Regions from separate parts of the Sus scrofa genome. Here region 1 is linked to region 2. A link is a contact called in public Hi-C data. All regions are on one chromosome and are shown on one strand. The core of a region is the stretch at or near the end of the contact, and the rest is flanking DNA. Distances in the headings are between cores, read along the strand shown. Region 1 overlaps STX8 (a long non-coding RNA gene). Region 2 overlaps NTN1 (netrin-1).

The links. A called contact is a pair of places that touch in the nucleus more often than the background predicts.
Region 1: a contact with region 2 is called in a Hi-C map of liver, with 1.9 times the contacts expected there. The contact joins two enhancer-like sites. A contact is called at or near these places in 5 of 47 Hi-C or Micro-C datasets (epiblast stem cells, liver and skeletal muscle) and 1 of 2 datasets of contacts at active chromatin or transcription factors (alveolar macrophages).

Annotation. Positions count from the first base shown.
Region 1 is chr12:54,324,659-54,329,309 of Sscrofa11.1, reverse strand. The region is part of intron 7 of STX8 (a long non-coding RNA gene); the gene reads left to right. It overlaps LOC110255886 (a long non-coding RNA gene), which reads left to right. Exons shown (of 2, transcript XR_002336846.1): 2 at 1,969-3,413. Among named protein-coding and RNA genes, the nearest start is that of TRNAE-UUC, 170 kb to the right of the region's middle. Within about 2 kb of position 2,014, at least 2 of the 83 cell types and tissues checked have an H3K27ac peak or open chromatin away from gene starts, as enhancers often do. A contact at or near this core is called in liver, where this site is marked.
Region 2 is chr12:54,175,178-54,179,737 of Sscrofa11.1, reverse strand. The region is part of intron 2 of NTN1 (netrin-1); the gene reads right to left. Among named protein-coding and RNA genes, the nearest start is that of TRNAE-UUC, 21 kb to the right of the region's middle. Within about 2 kb of position 3,152, at least 7 of the 83 cell types and tissues checked have an H3K27ac peak or open chromatin away from gene starts, as enhancers often do. A contact at or near this core is called in liver, where this site is marked.

The DNA of each region.
Region 1 (4,651 bases), core at 765-3,264, 150 kb before region 2:
CCCCAGAGGATGGTGCAGAGGCAACTTGGCTGCTTGTGGGGATGCTGGGGGGACCTGGGCTGTCCTTGGTCCTCATGTAGTCCTCAGCCAGCCCCCTGTTGTTAGCTCTGCCTTCAGAAGTACCTGGTGCCTCCCATCCCTGAGCCTTGCCAGGGGTCTGGTGCAACAGCCAACTGCTCTTTTGGTCCCTACCCCCCACCCCCCAACTCCTACTCGATTGTTTGTTTCATCTTCTAAGTCATCCATCCCTTGTCCATGGGCTGTCTGTCTTCCAACACTGTATTTTTACTTTTTTTTTTTTTTAGGGCTGCACCTGTGGCATATGGAAGTTCCTGGGCCAGGGGTTGAATTGGAGCTGCAGCTGCTGGCTTTCGCCACAGCCATAGCCACGTCAAACCCAAGCTGCATCTTCAGGCTATGCTGCAGCTTTTGGCCACGCCAGATCCTTAACCCACAGAGCAAAGCCAGGGATCGAACCCACATCCTCACGGACACTATGTCAGGTTCTTAACCCGCTGAGCCACACACAAAGGGAGCTCCCCAACACTGTATTGATGTGTCTGATTGGATGTCACTTTCTGCCGTGTTCTTTGGGTTATGGGTTTATACCGTTTCTCCCACGGGAGGTGGCGTTTTGGGGTGGGGGGAGCAGTGAGGGGTAGGGGTAACCGTGGGTATTCGATTTGCCGTGTTTGATGGGAGCAGCGCAGCACCCACACGGGCCCCCCTCTGACGTCACGTCATCCCATCCTGCAGATGAGGAAGGCAGACCGCCCCAAGGCAGAGGCCCTCTGCCAAGGTCACGGAGCTCTCGGTAGCGGAGCCGAGATTTGAGCCCAGGTGTGCCCCTGAAACCTGCGCTCTTTCGCCCGCATCACGCTTGTTCTGAGTCTCCGGGATTGCTCAGGCTTCCCTCTGACCACACCGAGCAACATCCATCAGGCGCACATACCACACACGATCCCGAGGGGCCGCCTAGTGCAGCTAACAGGCCTTTTTTTCCCCCCTTCCCTTTGTTCCCCGAAGCAATTATTTCTTTATTTCATTTAAAGACCCGGCCTCTGCAGCTGCTGCGGACAGCTTAGAGTTTGTCTGAAGGTTGAAGACGAGAACCAAGCCGTGAGCTTACGAGCCATCAAAGTTGAAAGATGTATTGAGGTGAAATACCGCTGCAAAGCCTCCCCACCAAACCTTTTTTTTTTTTTTAAGTGCTTTTTTCTTTCCCAAATGAAAAAGAACTATTTGTATTACACATGCATTTAAAAAAAAAAGAAAAGAAAAAACCTCCAGCTTACACACAAATATGTTCAGCCCTGGCGGTGTTCAAGACAATTTTTTTGGGCAACTGCCCACCCCACCCCAACACAGCAGACAGCCTAGCCTTCCGAAGCCAAAATAATTGCATGTCATAGATCAATATTTAGAGTCAAAGATTAGTGTGTGTGAGTGTGTGTGGGTGTGTGTGTGTGTGGGCCGGAACATGTGCCTCGCCTTGTCTCTCTCAGAGAAGAATCTGTGCTAACAGTTAAATAACTTTGTTTTCATACCGAATATGTAAGTTGCACATTTGAGCCACGTGGGCCGAGGTTTGAAATCAAGAGCCGCTTTCGGAGTTGAACCCCTGGGGATGAAATGCGGGAAGCAGTCGAGGCGAGTGTTTGATCCCTTCGTGATCGCGCCCCAGTTTGCCTTTCTTCCAGCCCCACCAGGTCTGGCATTCCCCTTGGCCTTCTCGGGAGGGCTGTAGAGTTTTTGGCAAGCATGAGGCCCGTAACGTGGGAATTCCAGAAGACATCCGTCGCAGCCTCTCGGTATAGGGTGCATTAGTCACTTGCGAAGGGGAAATGTGTGAAGGTATTGTTTGTGTTGCAAGTTGTTTGTTTTTCTGAGCGCGCCTACCGGAGCAACTGTGTGTGCAGACAGGTTTATTTCCGAGGGATTGGTGGTAAACAGTGTGTCTGTTTACAGCCAGGCGTTGGTTCGTGTCATCGTCTCCGTGGCGGTTTCCAGGCGTGATTGAACCAGGCCGTGACCTTTCCACGAGCCCTTCTGCCACTCCTCCTGTTGCCCTCAGGTGATCACTGCTTCAGAGTCACACCAGTGGAGGCCTCGATCTGCCCCGAGTAGGGCCAGGCGGGCTCCCCGTGGTCTGGAGGGCTTTGGGCTGAACCCCGGCTCCTGGAGGCAGGCCTTGGAGAAACGGCTCATCCAGGGGAGACCGGGAGCTGCAGGAAGCAGCCTGGGCCCAAGCCGACCAGCAAGTCCAGGATGCTCCACCTGGGGTCACAACAGCCTGAGCTTCTCTTGATTCTGGCTGCTCAATGTCCGGCGTTGGCAGAGTAGAGATGGCACCTTGGCAGCCAGAGACAAGTTTCTGCTGACCAGATGTTGCCTGGGGCCTTATAAGAGAATGCAGATTCTGGGGCCAGCCCCAGGATTTGCTGACCCCGGGGCCTGGGCATGTACCTTCCCCCTCCCAGCTCCTGCACCCCCACCCCCGTCCTTCGGCAAAGTCCCATTATCCAGGGCCGCATTTTCCAGTGTCCTCCGTGATAAGGATTCCATGATGGTCTGACTAAAAATGCAAATTCCTGGGCCCCATCCTGGAACCACTGGCTCAGAGTCACCAGTGGGCTGAGGCCCGGGGAGCAGGGAGTAGTGGAACCTAGCATTCCAGGACACTTCAGATGCCAAGGCCAAGGTTGCCTGCTGGAAACCATCAGAGGGAAGGAACCAAGGCCCAGGCCATGCCTTTGAACGGCTTTGCGTCTGTTAATTGAAACAAAAAACTAGCCAAAGGCTGAGGACGCCCCCAGGGCCTTTGAGCCCAGGCAGGTCCCATCAGAAAGTTTCCTAGCTTTTCACTCATCTACCTGTCCCCCTCTGAGAACTTCCAAAGCTTTCTAATTCTGCTAAGTTGAAATCAGGATATAAACTCCGTCCTTATGCTGCTGGTTTAAAGATTCGAGGCAACGTTCTTTTCAGTAATTATCTCCAAAAGTACATTTCATTGGGCTTGATTTTTCAAAAGCAAGGGTCACGTTTTCTGCTTTTTAAAGAAAGAAAATTTTCCACACCTGTCGTTTCTCCCAGCTTCTGAAGTTTTCAACTTCATTTCTATGTAAACCCTGAGCTTCTAAGGCCCAAAAAACACATAGCGTTTATCTCTGTAGCCCTTGGGTGCAGATCGGCGCCCAGCCTGTTCCATGGATGCGAGGGATATATTTTATTTTCCTCGGTGAAGTTAAACTAAGACTCTCCCAGTTAAACTTTACCTATTTTGGGGGTGAGACATGGGACATGCGGTTGGTTATTGGCTTATTAATTTGAAGATTTATGAGAGGCAAATGCCAGTCTTTTCTTTAAAAAAAAAAAAAAAAGTAAAACCGAGAGACAAAACCTACAATTGTCCGTACCAGCAAGGGATGTCCAGATTCCCCTGTATCCTGCCGAGGAAATTTCCTTGCATAAATGGGTTTCTATTAGTTGATGGAAAAATTAAGTTAACTGGAATCCCCAATTCACCAATCGTGCCAGTTCACTGAGGTATTAGTGTCCTGTTTAAACTCTCAGAGCTATTAAATTAAATGGTCATGACATGAAACCTCAGAAAAGTCTTATTGTCGTCTAGAAAGATTGTGTACAGGTGTCGCTAGCCTGCTTTAGAATAAAAAAGGCTTCAGTATTCTCAGAAATCATTTCCCCTGCTGAGGAAATGCCCCAGAGTGAAATAGCCTTTTCCAGCACCGTCCTTGCTGGCTCTCGGCCTCAAAAGAAAAATCCTCGAACGTTACTCGGGTTCGTTGCCATCCGATTTTCTGGAATAGATGATGATAATTTTATGTTTGATTAACAATTCCAGAAATGAAAGGAACTGTAACCCCCGCGGACCGAAGTTGTGGGAAACACTTTGTTGCTCACGAAGGTTGTTTTTAATGTTAAACGACGCGTCCAGGAATTCTCGCTGCGGCTTAGCAGGTGAGGAACCTGACACAGTGCTGATGAGAATGCAGGTGAATTTCTGGCCTTGCTCGGTGGGCTCAGGATCTGGCACTGCCACGAGCGGTGGTGTAGGTCACAGACCTGGCGTGGCTGTGGAGTAGGCTGGCAGCTGCCTCTCCGATTCGACCCCTAGCCCAGGAATGTCCGTATGCTGCAGACGCGGCTGTTAAAAAAAAAAAAAAAGGAGTCTGTTTAAGCTTAGGAAGTGAAAATCGCATCTCCCATCTCTGGCAAGAATTCTCCATTTCATTTCAAGTCGGTGTGGTGCGGACTTATCTTAAATGTATTCTTTAATCCCACGAAATGAAAAGTCTGAGCATTCTCTTTCAAACAGCCAGGGGTGACTAGTTTCTCAACAGGGGAAAAACCACCTTCATGTAGGAACAGTGTTCTTAACTTGTCCACATCTTGATTGCGGAGTAAAAGATGGAATTTGTCGGCAGAGGGTTCTGACGTCACCACACGCAAGTCCTGTGAGTTTCATAAAGCACAGCCTCTCATTTGCTCCTCCCCCGAGGTCACATTCCGTTTGGGAGTCTGTGGCTGTGAACCCCTCTTTCCTGTCGAGGTACCCGTCTGCCTTCCCGGACGGCCTGACCCCCTGCGCGCCTAACCGGTCCTACAGCAAATCCCTGACTGCTCTTGCTTC
Region 2 (4,560 bases), core at 1,903-4,402:
TATCTAAACGCTAAAGAATCCCTGGGCGCTTCAGGAGTGGATTCTGCTATTTGCAGCCAAGAACCTTGATCAATGCAAGTTCGCCAGTGCTTCTTGGTATCAAGCCTACAGGCCTTGGTTTGCCAACCACCTCTCACCACAGGCCAAGAATATAATAAACCAATCATCCCAACCTTTGAGACGTTGGGCAAAGTCAGCCACGCCCTGGGTCTCTCGGTCCATCTGAATGAGTTGTACGTAAATCTAATCCAACGTCTCCGTGTTCACAGGGCCTCCTCCACTCCTGCCCCCTTGACCCCCGACTTTCTCTTAAAATGCATGATCTGGAAATAGTTGCAACTAGGGAGAGAGCACTCACAGGCCCTTCGGATTTTTTAATTTTTTTGCAACAGCATAAATCACATTTTATTTGAGCATTTGGGATTCTTTTCTCTCAACTGGCTGAGATAGGCAGAATTTCCATTTCAGTCTATAATTAAAATACAATTAAAATGCATATGGAAACTTAAACTGACACAGACATTTGTGTTTATGTTGTAAAATGTCTTGATACACTTTAACATATGGTAATAATAACCAAACAAATTTGGCACTCGCAGGCTAACTTCTGCCCTAGAATCACAGAATTTGGAGTATGTCACAAATACAAAACATACTGCAGTGTTACCTAACCGCCCCGGTGTAAATAAGTGTTATGTTGGAGTCACATGGGCCCCAGGACAAATTCCATCTCCTCTGCTCTCCAGAGGGGTGATCGTGGGCATATTACCTACTTAGCTTTCCGAGCCTCTGTTTTGAAATGAGATTAGCATGCGTTGGGGTGACAGGTGAGAGATCCTGTGTGTCAAGCACGGGGCATGGATCCCAGGAGGTGCTTGATAAAGGGCCAGTGCTGTGATGATGGTGGTGGTGGTGGTGGGTGGTGGTGGCGATGACCGAACAAAGTATGTTCTGAAATGACAGGGACCGGATGACAAATCAAGCCCACTGTACTTAGGGTGGTCAGCTCTGTGCCTTAACTCGGAAGCAGATCTCCGACGTCAAAACTTTTGTCCCCAAGACATAAAATGCACGGGATGCATCCAGGCACGAATCCTAGTACCAAATATCAGACCGTACCGCCCATCGCACCTCCACAGCAGGAAGAGGTCCCACCCCGGGACGAACCAGCTGTGGGATCACAGGCAAGCCACTGCACATCTCTGGGCCGGGAAGTGTGACCCATTTAGCGCTCCCCAGACTTCAAGGGGCACACGAGTCACCTGGAGAATCTTGTTAAAATGCGAGTTCTGGAGTTCCCGTCGTGGTGCAGTGGTTAACGAATCCGACTAGAACCATGAGGTTGCAGGTTTGATCCTGCCTGTCCTGCTCAAAAATGTGAATGTTGAAAAAAAAAATTGAAGGTGTGAGTGCTCTCCCTGGCCTTGCTCAGTGGGTTAAGGATCTGGCGTTGCCATGAGCTGTGATGTAGGTCGCAGACGTGGCTTGGATCCTGTGTTGCTGTGCCTGTGGTGTAGGCCGGTGGTTACAGCTCCGATGGGACCCCTAGCCGGGAACCTCCATATGCCGCGGGAACAGCTCAAGAAAAGGTGAAAAAAGACAAAAAAAAAAGCAAGTTCTGATTCAGTGGGTCTGAGGTGGGGCCCCATCCTTGGCACTGGAAACAAGTTCCCAGGTGCTGCTCTTGCAGCCAGAGCCCACACTTTGGGAAACAACAGCCCGGAGGACTTCTTGGTCCCCCAGCCCCAGACTAGCAAAGCTCTGATCAGAACGCGAGGGCCCACCTGCTCCCCACTCATCCTTTTCTTTGTCCTTCTCTTCAACCCACTCCCCTCCATCTTTGGGCTGCCACCCCACCCATGGGTTTGGGGGCAAGGGGAGGATTCCCACCGCTGCTAACAAACCAGAGACAGATTATCTGTCCTCTATCAACAGCACAAACAGCAAGAGAGAGACAAAGAAGGAGAGCTACCAGATCCCAAGGAACCAAAAAAAAAATCTTTGAGGTTCCTCCTTAACTCGGAGCCCTCCCCCGACCCCCTGCTCTCCATGCAGAGGCCAGGGGTAATACCACGAGCACACAGACCGCCCACGTCTCCGGAGAGTTATAACAAAACTGTCTCAGCAGGAAGAATTATCCTGGATTAATGCCTCCTACATCCACCTGCCAGCTGAGAGCGTTCTTTTCCTTTGCGGGGGGGGCACACCTGCAGCATGTGGACGTTCCTGGACCAGGGATGGAACCTGCGCCATAGCAGTGACCCCAAACCACAGCAGTGACAAGGCCAGGTCCTTAACCCGCTGAGCCACCGGGGAACTCTGAGAGCCTTCTTTCTTTTTACAGCCACACCTGCGGCATATGAAAGTCCCTAGGCTTGGGGTCGAATTGCAGCTGCACCTGTGACCCACGCCACAGCCACAGCAACACCAGACCTGAGCCGTGTCTGAGACCTATGCTGCAGCTTGCAGCAACGCCAGATCCTTAACCCAGTGAGCGAGGCCAGGGATCAAACCTGCGTCCTCATGGATACTAGTCGGATTTGTCACCGCTGAGCCACAACAGGAACTCCTGAGAGCATTCTTTTCTAGTCTAGAAATGTCCATGCGTCTCTCAGGCCACCATTTCCCTGCTCCAGGCTCCAGAGACGCCCCAGAAAAAGCTCCAAAGAGGCGGCCAACCTGGGATGAGCAGAGTGGCCGGGGCTGACCGGCCAGGCTGGCCCTAGAAATCTAGGTGTCAGGACACGGCCTTTCTGGGAAGTCTGTCCCTGCTGGTAAAAGAGTTCTCACCACGCCTCCCCATGCCAAAGCAGACGCTCAAAACAGAACACCTGCCCACAGCTCCCCAGGGTTCTGGCCCAGACAGGAAGCAGGAGCTCTGCCCCCAGCGGGCCCTGAGCACAGGCTGCCTCCCCATGCCCCTGGGGGCTGGATCCCTTGCCGCCCACACAGTCAGCAGGGCCTCTGTTCCCCCAGTGGCGGGTCACCCAGCCCTGCTCCACTTGGAGGCGTTGGCTGTGCCAGGGGCCTCAGCCTGGCATGGTCCAGCCCTCGGGTGCAGGAACTTGACTCTGACTGCAATGTCCTGCGGGCAGCAGGCCCTGGCTGTCAAGTCAGAACTGCGGTTCCAACTTCTCACCACTCCGCAGAATAAGGCCCATGTGGGAAACCCTGCCCTGCCAGGGGCCGGTCGCCTGCTCTGAGGTCTCCTGGTCTCCAGGCCCTGCCGGGAATGCTGCAGCAAGGTCAGAACACGGCCAGGCCCGGGCGCTGAGGAGGCCAAGGCTGGACCCTGGGGTGCCAGCCAGAGAGCAGCTGCCCTGGGGCTGGCACGAGCACCCCCCGAGTGTGCCAGTTTCGACACGTCAGCCTGTTTGCCGGGCGGCTCTGCCCCCACGGCCACCTCCAAGGTCACGTCAGGCCCTCCCCACCCCAGGAGGGGTCCCCAGAGCCCCGCGCACTTGACGTCCCCTCCCAGGCCTCGCTTGCATCCCTCCGCACAGGGACTCTGGTCTGCCCATCAGTGCTTGCGTCCGGCTGTTTTTTTCCTTCGGTAAAACACACCCTGCAAGCCAGTTACCGCCCTGACCACCTCTGAGCGCCGTTCGGCGGCACGAAATACCTTCGTGCGGCGCAACCATCACCAGCCGGCTCTTGCCAGAGCCGCTTCGCCTTCCCAAACTGAAATTCGACCGGCGCAAAACAGTGACCCCCAAACCCCGCTCCCCAGCCCTTGGCAACCACCAGGCCACCTTGTGACTCCATGCATGGGAAGACCCCAAGGGCCTCGGAGAAGTCCAGCCTCTGTCCCCTTGGGTCGGACTCATTTCACTAAGCGTAACGGCGTCAAGGTTCCTCCAAGCGGTAGCAGCACCGCGTCCTTCTTGAAGCCCGAGCAGCGGCCGCTTCTGCAGCGAGACCACATTTTGTTCATCCATCCGTCCACGGACGGGCCCTGGGCTGGCATCTGCGGTTTGGCGACTGCGAATAACACTGCTAGGGGCCCAGGGGTACAAATACCTATCCGAGCCCCTGCTTCGAATGCTCGGGGGCCTCACACCCTGTCGATTCCTTCTGAACGCGTTCCCGACAGACACCACGTGGCAGGAAATTGCTCGGAGAAGCGTCCTGCTCGTGGAATGGTCACAAACTGAAAACGCCGTGTCCTCAGCACCAGTGAGAAGCCACCCCCCTCCCCCCAGAAGTCCCCTCATGTTGCCACCTCCCCCTCCCAAGCAGGGCAACCAGTGTCCTGACTTCCAAGGGCAAAATACATGGGTTTTGCCTGCGTTGTTTTCGTTTCACTTGACACGGGTGGCATGACTTCTCTCACTCCGCCCAGTGTCTGGGTTACGGCTGCATGTAGCTGTGAGTTAATCACACGCACTCTCGTACCGTATTTCACTGTATGAAATGTCACAACTGATTTTCTGTTCCTTTGGTGATGGGGGTTTACGGCTAGATGGCTAGTGTCCGGTTTGGGATTATCACAGATACTGCTGCTATACATTCTCACACCCATCTCTCAGAAGCATATGGACACAGTTCTTTGCTTGGTTG